Regions from separate parts of the Sus scrofa genome. Here all the other regions are linked to region 2. Evidence: chromatin contacts called from public Hi-C data. All regions are on one chromosome and are shown on one strand. The core of a region is the stretch at or near the end of the contact, and the rest is flanking DNA. Distances in the headings are between cores, read along the strand shown.

Region 1 (4,358 bases), core at 1,110-3,609, 120 kb before region 2:
AATTTTTTTTTTTTAATTTAGGGACACACCTTGCAGCAAATGGAAGTTCCCAGGCTAAGGGTTGAATCCGACCTGCAGCTGCTCGTCTACACCACAGCCACACCAACACAGGATCTGAGTCACGTCTTCAACCTATACTGCAATTCACAGCAATGCAGGATCCTTTAACCTACTGAGCAAGGCCAGGGATCAAACCCGCATCCTCATGGATGCTAGTTGGGCTCCTAACTCACTGAGCTATAATGAGAACTCCCAAGAAAATGACTTGGGAATGAACCCAGTACAATAATTAATAAGAAAATAAGAATGCCAAGTACTTTCTTCTAGTCTATAGGTCACATTTACCCTCTAAGCTCTTTCTCTCCTGAAGTCTTCCCTGAATCTCACTATTTCTATAATTGGGAACCCTTGTACCTACCTCTGCTGTTATAAAGACCATATCTGTGCATTTATATGAGTCTTCTTACTGGAGTAAGATCCTTGAGGAGTTCCCCTCATGGCTCAGTGGTTAACAAACCCAACTAGTATCCATGGGGAGATGGGTTTGATCCCTGGCCTTGCTCAGTGGGTTAAGGATCCAGCACTGCCATGAGCTATGGTGTAAGTCACAGATCCCGAGTTGCTCTGGCTGTGGTGCAACTACCTAGCCTGGGAACTTCAAAAGACAAAAGATCTTTGAGTGCTGAGAATATGTCTTACTAATCTTTTGTATTCTCATCCATGGAACTATGAAAAAGTCCCAGTATTATATACCTAGTATTTCCTCAAAGGAAGGAAGATAGGGTCTCTTTTGAACTGGAGAATACACACAGATTACAATACCGATAAGGCTGAAATTTTGAAACAGACTCACTGAATCAGACAGACAGAAAAACAAGTCAATAAAATTCCAAATCGTTATTTCCAGGAAGATGTTCACATTCATAAATTATAAACCCTGATTGATAATTTAATATCAGGATAGTGTCATCATTTGGAATATCTTCAATCTTCAAATTTAGTAGAAATTGTTTGCTTCTAGAATGGCACATTGTTTGAGTTTCCTTCATTCCTTTGTTTTTACAATATCCAAACCTTAAAATGACTTTACACTAACAGACACTAGCAATTTAAAAACAAAAATTACGTGAAATAAATGTTTCATTCAGAAGAAAACAAAATGACTCAAATAAGAAACAATTTCACCCTGAAATTCATAAGAGTGATGGAAAAAGAGAGGTCACCACTGCTTCTGTTCTTTTCTGTAAATTTCAACCTTTATGTCCTAGATCTGCACCTTTTTGTGTTCCAATGTTAGTTCCACCATACCTAACTTTGGCAGGCTATTTAATTTCTATCTAAGCCTCCTGTCTCATAGGTAAATAGCTCAGGGGGCTGTTATGAGAATTTAATAAGACAATATCTAAAACATTTTGCACAACGCATAGAACATATTAGATGGTAAATGAAAGCTGTTACTATTATTTGTCGGAAGAGTAAATATCTCACAAAAAGCTTTTTTTTTTTTTTTGCTTATTCTTGACATTACCTACCCCCATCCCAGGAGAGGCCTTAGTTGGCGGATCCCCTACAGCAGTAGCAGCTAGGTCCACTCAAAACCCTAGTCTCAAGGGCCACCAAGCTGCACTAGGTGATCTGAGCTAAGAGGGGTCGTGAGGAAACCTAAGGAAACATGCAACCTAGTTAGGAAAACACCTACCCCATTTAAGAGGGAATGCCCTGAGAGCCTTTACTAACTCCTAGGGCGTATTCATCACTTTTTCCCCCATTTTTTTTTTTCTCCTTTTTTAGCCACCCCGCAGCATATAGAATTTCCCGGCGAAGATCAAATCCGAGCCACAGCTGCAACGCTGCAGCACTGGATCCTTAACCCACTGTGCCGGTTGAGGCGCTCCAAAGATGCTGCCGATCCCATTGCGCCACCGCGGGAATCCCATCAGTTAACAACTTTCTGCCTCAGGCGCCGCACAACTAGTAACCAAATAGAGTTCTCGCCTTGTGGAGTTGGTATTCTATTTTATATGCTTTTTAGTTCACCAAGCGCCTTCAGAAACATCACATCGCTTGATCCTCACAAACGTACTACGGTTAGAGCAATAATTACTACTTTAGTAACACAGATGAGAAAAATTGGTGCAGAAAAGTTTTGCGTAACTCGAGTCAGTTCACAAAGATCTCTGACTTCAAGCGCCTCCAGCAGAAGAGCCGCCACCCAGCGCCCACTCCGCCGCCCAGCCCGAGGCGCTCAAATTGCAAGCCGCGCAGCTGCGGCCAGGCCCCTCCCCGGAGCCTCTCCAAGAAGCCCCTCAGTCTGTCCTGCAGTTCCCAACTTCCTACTTCCTAGTGTTGACTATGCTAGCCCCTCCCCCGTGGACGCCCCTCACCAGTCTCGGAGCTACCCAACGTGAAAGGAAGGAGAGGCGACGAGAGGCAGGCCGACGAGCCAGCTGCCGGAAGCTGCCCCCTTTGACCCCGGAAGTTCACGCTGCTACGGGAAGCGCAGTTCCGGCTAGGCGCAGAGTTTGTTTACATTGCTCAAAGATCTAGCTGCTGCCTTTCCCAGCTCAGGCTCCAAAATGGGGAAATCCTTCGCCAATTTCATGTGCAAGAAGGACTTTCATCCTGCCTCCAAATCCAACATCAAAAAAGTGAGTACGGGGAACAGGCCTTTGGCGCCTTCGTTCCCAGGAGCTTCTGGAGGTGAGAGTGGAAGTATCTGTGGGATCCCTCTTCTCCTTGTCTAAAGTCTTGGCATTTCTCATCCCTTCTCCGCTGAGAAACTCACTGACAAAGCTGCCCTCAACATTTATTCTTCATCAGCCAAGAGACTAGTGGCTCTGTCAGGTCTTTCGCTTCTGTCAGTTAGAATGTAAATCCTTAAGATACGAAGACTGATGTTAGGATTCCCCATCAATTCCCTCAGCAGACTCTGATTTTTTTTTCTTTTCGGATCCCAGAGATCACGGTTTCTGAGCTTTGCTATCCTGTACTTTATTTAAGATAGATTTTTATCCTCTTTATCTCATCCAATAATGCAGTGTCTGTCTGATGACCTCATTGAACTTTGGTTTTTTAAATAACCACTTGCAGGTCTACTAAGTCCAGTACAAAAAAGTGCTGAATATTATGGCAGGGGAAAGCAGAATTGTGAAGTAGAAAGAGTGAACATTGAAACTAGCCCTAGATTCTGTTATTCCAGTACAGTTGCTTTTAGCCCCAAGACCTTGCGCAAAATATTTAACATCCTGATTCTTCATCTCCTAATCTATAAATTAAGAATGATCAATACCAAGTTCCCTTGTGGCTCAGCAGGTTAAGGATTCAGCGTTGTCACTGCTGTGACACAGATTCAGTCCCTGGCTCAGGAACTTCTGCCTGCCTCTGGTGTAGTCAAAATGGAAACAAAGAAGAAGAATCAGTATCAGTTGCCATGACTTTAGAAATTATGATGAGGACTAAATAAGATGGTGTAGGCAAAGGCTTTGAAACAAGTACCACTCTGCCCATCACCTAGAGGGAGTACTCAGTAAAATGTTAATTGCTGCTGCACACGTCCTTATTCTTAGCCTGCTCATAAAATATAGGTGGTAGCTAGAGTTTCATCCTTGGCCCATGTCTTGCTTACTCCATATGCTTTCCCAAGCAATCACAGCCAATTTCATGAATAAACCTTTTCTTTATTCCTGCCTTTCAAGGCTGCAGTGCAACATCTTTCCCCCTAGCTGGAGGCACCTGAAGACAACTATATACTAGACAGTTTTATCTTGATATTCTACTGGCATCTCAAACTCAACATACTTGAAATGGAACTTTTATCCTAAATATGCTGTTCTTGTTATACTTCCATTTCTCATATCAGTATGAAACAGAGTTAGTAACACAAGCCAGAAATTCAAGATTCATCATTTCCTATCACCCTTTATCTAGTCAGCTAATTGTCACTGCAGCAGTTGGGTTCATTGCTGTGGTGTCCCTGGCCCAGGAACTTCCACATGCCATGGGCATGGCAAAACGATACACCAAAAAACCAAAAACTTAGCATGTTTATAGAGAAAGTTTTGACTTGATATTTATGTTGAATGGTTATCAGACACTTTGTCCTTTACTTTAAAGGAGGTAGAAAGGCATTGATACCTTTTAAACCTGCAAATAACATGATTAAATATCCTTGCATGGGCTGTGGGCTTTCTACCTTCACCATTTTTATGACTCAGAATTTTACATAGGGACGCATTCAACCTGTGGTGGGTGGTGGTGCCCTTGAGCAGCTAGCTGCAGGACATCAGATACATCTGTCTTATCTCTTTGTTTTCCCACTTGTCGCCTCCCTTTTTTCTACATCTGCCTTTCCTTTCTTT
Region 2 (3,757 bases), core at 150-2,649:
TCGAGTTGCTCATGTCCATGAGAATTTCCAAATTTGCAGAAAAATCTTTTTACTTTATCTCAGTAGGTCACTCTCATAGGGTTAAGGAAAATCTTAATGCAGTTTCATTATAAATAATGCCTCAACTGTGCTTATAAAAAGTCCCTATTAGAAAGAATTTTGGCTGAAAGGGAAGACTTTTTCAGTTAGATTGGGGCTTGAAATCTGGTTTCTGACACTTACCAGTTAGTTGTGTGACTCTATCCAAATTACGTAACCTTTCTGATATTGTTCCTGCATCTGTAAAATGGGGACACCAGCCAACTCACATCTTTTCCTTTATTAGAGACTAATCTTTTTGAAAAAAGCGTCTTTAAAGAAGTGTCACAATCTTTGGACAGGTATTGCATTCATGTAATAAATTTTTGAATGCTAACTGAAGGCCAGGACCTATGAATGAATGAATTCCTTCTACAGATGGAGCTCATGGTGTAGTCAGATGGGGATGAGGTGAGATGAAGCCCTAATATTAGCAATAGCCTTATTACTATTTATGAACCTTTCCTATTTGGGTTGGGTACTGTTGCTACAAGGTTTACACACATTACCTCATTTTATCCTCACAATAACCTTCTTAGCTGGGTGTCAATAGCCTCATTTTATCCAGGAGGAAACTGAAGCCCAGAGAGGTTACTTTCGTCAGGGTCACACAGCTAATGAGTAGTGGAATCCAGATTGGAATCTATGATTCCCAAATTCCAAAGGCCCTTGTTCTTAACCATCCAGAGGAAAAGGAGGGGGCTGGTGGTGGAAACTGACTGTATTAAACGCATTCTAGGATACAGTGCCTGTAAAACGCGTGAACAATAAGGCGACGAAGGACTCCTTAGATCATTAGCTTCCCTTGGTCCTTTTTTCCTACAAGAAAGTTTAACGCCTTCTCACTCTCTGGATTGACTGAAGAGCGTTACAGAAAAAGGAGGCGAGCTGGGGTCGTGGTCCTCGAGGGCTCAATTGGTGGCCAAGCAGGGCTGGTGCGGCTGATCGCCAGACACAGGCGACCCGTCTCTGGGCCAGCGGTCCGGCCGAGGGTGCTTTGAGGTCAAGCGTGTGAAGTGTGGGTCTGCAGGGCGGCGAGCGAGCCTGTTAGGGCAACGCGAGGGTCGACCAGGAAGGAAGCGAGATGCCATACTGAGAAGCCCCATGTGCAAGGAAAGCGGAAGACTCCGGTCAGGGGTGGGAAGGGGTCAGGCTGGCTCTGGCAGGGGCACCGGCTCCTGTCTGCTCAGGCGCCACGCAGCTCCTCCCACTCTACTCCCGCCTCCCGGTCGGCCCGGCCAATGGGCGGGGCGGGCGAGCGCGCGGGGCGGGGCAGGGCGGGCGGGGCTCTCGGCCTGCGCGCAGGTGCCGCCCGGTTCCCGGCCCGCCCGTTCCGCCGCCGCCGCCGCCGCCGCCGACGTGCGTGCGGCTTGGTGGAGGGGCTGGGCCTGCGCTCTCTCCTCCTTCCTCCCCGCCTCCTGCTGCCGGTAGGACCCGTCTCCCACTGCCGCTGGGACCGCGTGTCACCGTCATCCCCGAGCACGGTGAGGCCCTCAGGGAGGCTGCAGGCGCGCTCCCCGCTGTGTCTTCGACCCCATGGCCCATTGCTCAGAGGCCGGCGTCAGGCCAAGGCCGGATGGCCGGGATGGGGCGAGGGCAGCGGGTGGCGTGGAGAGTGCGGATGAATGAGGCGCTCTTGGACTAGGCCGCGCGTCCCGAGAGCGGCCCACGCCTCACCCGGCACGCCTTGGTGAAAGCCTCCGGAGGCCAGGACGGCTAGTGGCCCGGTCCTTAGTGGGAAGGTGTTGGGTGGTGCCCAGCTGTGCCGGCCGGCCGGCCACCCCTTGGTAGCAGGCCGGGAGACTGGAGAGCCTCTGCCCCTGCAGCTGTGCCTTGGCATCCTGGGGATTGGCTGGGAACAGGTGTGAGTCAAGACCCTGAGGAGGGAACTTAGTGGCCCTCTGGGTCAGGGATCAGAGGCTGGAATATCACTTCATGAGCCGGGCCTCAGCGTGTCACCGGGAGGTTCAACTGGAGTTGTAGTTCCCAGTTTCTGCAACGTTAGCAGTCCCCATGAGTTCGGTTTGCAGCCCTAAAGTGGGATCCATTCCGCACGAGGAACTTGGAGCCAGATCCGCAGGCACCGACAAAGTTTCGACCTGTAAATAAAAAGGGTTAGTGGATCCATTTACAACCAGTAATAGCCAGTGTAGATTCCGAAGATTGCTTTTTAGGACTGATGAGCTGTACCTTCAGTGCAAAAGGTGGAAGAGACTTGTTCGAAAGACCTTGATACCGTTCCTTTTATGTGAAATATTGTGCTTGGGGGCGAAATAGGAAAGAACAGGTTCCAGATTGGGGGGGGAATGGTTTGGTGGGAGGTAACTCGGTTGCTAGTGGTTCTAGAATGGATTTTCTTTGGCTTTCTTAGCTCTGCTCCTGCTTTCAAATGCTTTCATTCGTACAACCACATGTCAGGTTAAGAAAATGTTTTGTGAACAGTCAGGATGGGAAATTGGCAGTTAAATTTTATTTTTGATTTATGATGCCACATATTTTTAATGTGGCAATTTTTCCAGGACTTCTCAGGAATGACTGCTTTGACAATGATCAGAATCAGATTGTTAACAGAACTTTTTTTGTTTTCATTTTTGTTGAAAAATAAAGTGTCACTTTTGGATTGATATATACAATATATTTTATTCTTAATCTATTGTTCAGTAGTGAATTTTGAGTAATGAGATGTGCTTTCGATCGATGGGGATAGTAAGAAGTCTTGTTCATATGTATGTTTGTTTTGACATTTCAGATGCCCCCCAAAAAGGGAGGTGATGCAATTAAACCACCCCCAATCATTGGACGATTTGGAACCTCCTTGAAAATTGGTATTGTTGGATTGCCAAATGTTGGGTAGGTGAATGTTGGGCTTTTATCATTTTTTGTCTTATAAATATTTTGGATCATGTTGTAGAAATGGGCAACTCTGAAGTAATTAAAATTTAAATTGAAGAAAAGAGGCTAGAAAGCTGGAATATTAATATGTTGCAAAATAAGGTTTTCATTTAGATCTTATTTTTGGCTTTCTACACAGATACTGTTGAAACTTGAGTTACTTATATTGTTTGTTTTGCTTAACTCAGGGGAAGAAGCAGTGAGAGTTTACACATCAAGTTGAATCAGATCAGCTCTGTTTGCTTGACACACTGTTGAAAGACACAGTATTGAATTCATGTGGAATTGGAGTAGTTTAAATAGATTTTCGTGCTGGCTGGCTATTTAGGGTACCTAGGCTGGCTACCAGAGGCCATGCAGTAGGATACCTTAGGAAATAGTTTTAAAAGCCTCATTATAAATTTATTTCAATTCTCGGGAGATCAGCCATCAGGTGGCTGAACTTTTACTTGAGAAGGTGACAGTTTTGAACTTAATATTGGAAGTTGCTAGATAAAAGAGTATCTGTTATAAAATAGCTAAATTTGAAAGTTACGAGAACAAAATTTTGAGTTTTGTAATGTTTAAAGTGAATTATTTATTGTAGTATTGCAGTAATAGGAAATATTTGTGGGGTTTATCATGTACAGATCTATACACATGCAATGTAAATGTGCAAAGTCTATTTTTTCATTATTTGTCCTTCTATTTTAATACCTTTTACTGACCTTAAAATATAAAGTGTCTTGGGAGTTCCTGTCGTGGCAGAGTGGAAATTAATCTAAGAACCTTGAGGTTGCAGGTTCGA
Region 3 (4,101 bases), core at 1,163-3,662, 72 kb before region 2:
CAGGTTGCTGGCGTCCGTGTCACTGTCGCTGCCCTTTTTGCCCCCGCCGCCCCCGTTGTGCGTCTTAATGTGTTTGCTCAGGTGGTCGCTGCGCATGAAGCGCTTGTTGCACACCGGACAGGCGAAGCGCTTCTCGCCGGTGTGAGTCCGCAGGTGCCGCTGCAGCTCGTCCGAGCGCGTGAAGCGCTTGCCGCAGAAGAGCCAGTTGCACACGAAGGGCCGCTCGCCCGTGTGCCAGCGCAGGTGCGCCTTCAGGTGCGACGTCTTGCCGTACACCTTGCCGCAGCCGGGGATGTGGCAGCTGTGCAGGCCCTTGCGCCGCAGGCTCGCCCCGGCCGGGCCCAGCCGCTCCGCCTCCTGGCAGTTGGGGCAGTCGCAGGTGGCGCGGCCGGAGTAGCGGCGGGCCGAGCGCGCCGAGCTCCCCCCCGCGGCGGCGGCCGCGGCGCCAGAGATCATGGCGCTGGCGGCGGCGGCCGCCACGGCGGCGCTGGAGTCCGAGTAGGAGGGCAGCACCGGCTTGAAGCCGTCCTGGGCCAGCAGGTGCTGGCTGGTGGAGAGCAAGTGCGAGGCGGCGGCGGCCGAGGAGCCGAGGCCGGTGGAGCTGAAGGCCGAGTGCGTGAGCGAGCTGAAGTCGGGGTTGTAGGTGCCGAGCTGCGAGTGCAGCGAGGCCTGGGGGGCGCCCGAGTGCAGCGAGCTCTGGAGCCCCCCAGCGGGGTTCTGCACCTCCAGCCACGAGCCCGGGCTGCTGTGCACGTCCCACCACGACGACGCCGCGCCATTGGTCACCTCGCCCGCCGCCAGCGTCGAGTGGAAGCCGGACTTGTACCACGACTCGTACGGGTGCGCCATGCCCACGCGCGGGTACAGGCCGTCGGCCGCCGTCGTGTGCACCTTGGAGATGAAGGCCGACTGGCCGCCCGCCTCCTGCGGGGACACCCCGGCCGCCGCCGCCGCGGCCGCCGCCGAATTGGAGAAGAGGCCGCCGTAGTCGCTGCTGAAAGCGGACGACGTGGGGGACGTGGACGCCAAGCAGAAGGCGCTGTTGGCTGCGCCCGAGCCGCCCGCCAGAGCGCCCGAGCCGCGGCCGCCGGTGGCCACGGCGAAGCCCGAGAGGCTGGAGCCGAGGTTGCAGCTGGACGAGGAGCGCTTCCAGGGGTGGAAGCCGCCCTTGGCGAAGGCGCTCGACTCCGGCAGCGTCGTCAGGGGGCTCGTGTTGCCGATCTTGTTGCAGGTCGCCGCCAGCATGGCCAACGGGGTCGTTCCGAAGCGCGGCTCTTCCTAGAGTGGGTGGGGTGGGGGAGGGAGCAAGGAGGAGGAGGAGGGCAGGAAGAAGTGGGAGGAAGACACAAAGTGCACCCGTGAGCAGCCTGGTCCCCCCGCGGCCGGCCCCGGGGGGTCGTGGCTCCCCGGCTCGCGCCTCCTCCCCGCGCTCGCCGAGGATGCGCCGCGCCCTGCGCGGGGCAGAGGCGATCGATCACAAGGGCGAGGGGGCCTGGCGCTGGAAAGTTGTTCTTCGGTGGGGCTACAAATTCAAGATGTCTCGGTTCTCCCCGCCTCAGTCGCAGCAACCCCTGCCCCAAACCGGACTGGAGTCGCCCGCCTTCCGCTCGCCTTAAGCCCACTCCTCTCACAGAAGCCCCCAAATCGCCCTTGGGGTGAAGCACGGAGGTAAACACATTGACAACAAACACCAAGTGAGGGCAGAGACGGCCGAAACAGCGGCCCGGGTGGGGGAAGCTTGAGGTACTCCTCTCAAGGGTGGCTATGACTCGACTCTTATTTTTAATAGAAAACGTTTTAAATGTTTACACACACACACACACACACACACACGATTAGGAAAACAAGAATCCGAGGAGAAGCGTCCCCGCCATGGATTTCAAAGTCACAGACGAACTGGGGAGCCGCAGAAGTGTAAATGTTAACGTGACTACACGGACTGCAAAACGATTAAGGCTGTTTTCTGGAAACACCGCTGTCGCGTAATTGCAACAAGCCCCGAAGCAAGGGGGGTGGGGTATAAATCACGGGGGGAAGAAAAGAAACCTCCAGGTTTTCTTTATAATCAAATAATAAAAGGACTTGCTTAACAAATCCTTTTCTTCCAAGGATTCCAGTAACTTGGAAAGAATCAGTCCTGGAAATGTGGAAAGTGCTAAAAGACGCTGAGGCTGCAGTCCTGCAGCAACAGTTTCTCCGGAGCCGCCGACCCGGAGAAGCCATAAGGAAAAATTACTTCAGTTAAAACAAGCAAATGCCGCACTTCCGACTTACCCCAAGTATAGACGTGGCCATAGCAGGTCCCTGGGCGGCGCGGCGGGGCCGGGAGCGGGGCTGAGCCTGACGGCTGCTCGCGAAAACTGTTCCTACTCCGCGAGCCTCCCGCGTCCCCGCGCTCGCGCCGAGCGGACTCCGGGCTCCCGCCGGCTAAACTCAGCCTAAGTGCGAGGAGCACCCGCTTTGAAGTGCCGCTGGCTGCGCCTCTCACCCAATGAGGGCTCAGGCAGAGCAGACGGGAGCTGCCCCGCAGCCAATCAGACGCGCCGAGGGGCCCGAGCCCGGGCTCCCGGCGCGTGCCAGTCACCGAGGCTAGCGAGGTGGGGGCGGGGGGGGGGTCGCGGGCTAGGGACTGAAGAAATTACAGTGCAATTAAAAATTTACCCACACGCACCAAGCCAGGTTTAAGTATGGTTGAGATGGAGCCACATGCCCCTCAAGCCTCCCCGACACGATGCAAGTTAGAACTGACAGTCCTACTCGACTCTCCACTTGTGGGAAAGGAGGCAGGAGGGGAGGGGGCGCCGAGGCGGAGGCCGCACCAGCAAGGCCCAAGTGGAGACGGAAATGTCAACGCTCACTTTGTGTGTCCAGGCTCTCGCCTGCGGAGCACAACTTCAGCTGGAATCTATCATTCTCACTCGCGATTTTATCACCGTCGTTTGTCTACCCATGTTCTTATTCCCACTGGATTTAGTTTTAATCTCAGAGTCACATTGAGGAGAAGGGGGCGAAGGGACGGTTCCTCCGAGAGGAGAGAAATAGGCCTGTTGGTCCAGGTCTACACCCATTGAGCTGTTAGGAGGGCCTGGAGCCTGCTGCATCCCGCCATTTCCTCTAGCGGTCTAAGTGACTTCCTAATTGTCGCTCTGGCCTCTGACCCAGGGGGTAATACAAGTGCCATTCACAACAGAAGCTTCTAGTGGTAATTGAGGGCACCCTTTGTACCGTTTTGCCAGCGCCTAGATACCAGGTTAACCCAGTTGTCAAATATGACTAAACAGTGGGACGTGCTGATTATCTGCAGGGTTTCGCTGGGGGCTGGCCTGGGGGTGGGAGGCATCAGCCTATACAACACGCTGCACGAAGCCGCTTATTTTCACATTGTAACAACTTTAGAAACCGAGACCAGCGCGAGCCGCGTCCGCCCCCACCGCCACCCCAGCTGAAGCTGCAGCTTGCTCGGCTGTTTGTTTAACCCGATGAAGATTTACATGTCACGTTTCTGCCTGGAATCGAGTTTTCTTGCTCCAATCTACTCCTACCCCATACCGCCTGGGCCTAGAGGCTCCTTTGCAGGGCAAGGGCGCCCGGTTGAGAGATGGGCTCGCCTCTAGCGCCCTGCTTTCGTGGCCTTGCTCAGGGAGCCTTTCTCCCCGACCTCCATCCGTGAGTGCGGGGGACGAGGCCACACGTGGGCGCCTCCACATTTTGCAGGCTGGAAGCATCCTGAAGTCCTCTCCGGATCCAGTCGGTGTGAGAAGACACATCCTCAGATGGACAGCTGCGCGTCCTGGAGCCCCTCAGCACCCGCTGAGCGGTTTGTTTTTCATCCTTCTCGGTCTCCCTTTCTTTTTCTACTTTAAGAAAGCCAGGAGCAGCCTTTGAACCAGAAATACCAGTGCCCTCGACAGACCTGGGTACTGGTTTAATGCACCACATTCCCCTCAAACCCACATCTTGCTTTAAAAGACACTTTTAACCTGGAACCTCAAATGCTTGGGTGCAAAAGACGAGTTGTTGAGGAGGCGGGGCAAGTGAGGAGGACGTGGAACTGTGCCCCCAGCCTTTCCTTCCCTCTTTTTGCAATATCTCTTGGCCCAA

Evidence for each region. A called contact is a pair of places that touch in the nucleus more often than the background predicts.
Region 1: a Hi-C map of liver shows a contact between it and region 2, with 2.3 times the contacts expected there. The contact joins the promoter of SCRN3 here to the promoter of OLA1 in region 2. A contact is called at or near these places in 2 of 47 Hi-C or Micro-C datasets (heart right ventricle and liver).
Region 3: a Hi-C map of embryonic fibroblasts shows a contact between it and region 2, with 3 times the contacts expected there. The contact joins the promoter of SP9 here to the promoter of OLA1 in region 2. A contact is called at or near these places in 1 of 5 promoter capture datasets (fetal liver), 5 of 47 Hi-C or Micro-C datasets (embryonic fibroblasts, fibroblasts, heart right ventricle and 2 more) and 1 of 2 datasets of contacts at active chromatin or transcription factors (skeletal muscle).

Annotation. Positions count from the first base shown.
Region 1 is chr15:80,373,854-80,378,211 of Sscrofa11.1, reverse strand. SCRN3 (secernin-3) reads right to left here and starts at 2,359. Exons shown (of 8, transcript XM_021074976.1): 1 at 1,700-2,359. The coding sequence starts at 1,704. It overlaps CIR1 (corepressor interacting with RBPJ, 1), which reads left to right and starts at 2,504. Exons shown (of 10, transcript NM_001243831.1): 1 at 2,504-2,648. The coding sequence starts at 2,577.
Region 2 is chr15:80,251,418-80,255,174 of Sscrofa11.1, reverse strand. OLA1 (obg-like ATPase 1) reads left to right here and starts at 1,399. Exons shown (of 12, transcript XM_021076152.1): 1 at 1,399-1,562; 2 at 2,828-2,928. The coding sequence starts at 2,828.
Region 3 is chr15:80,323,760-80,327,860 of Sscrofa11.1, reverse strand. SP9 (transcription factor Sp9) reads right to left here and starts at 2,412. Exons shown (of 2, transcript XM_021075752.1): 1 at 2,275-2,412; 2 at 1-1,278. The coding sequence starts at 2,295.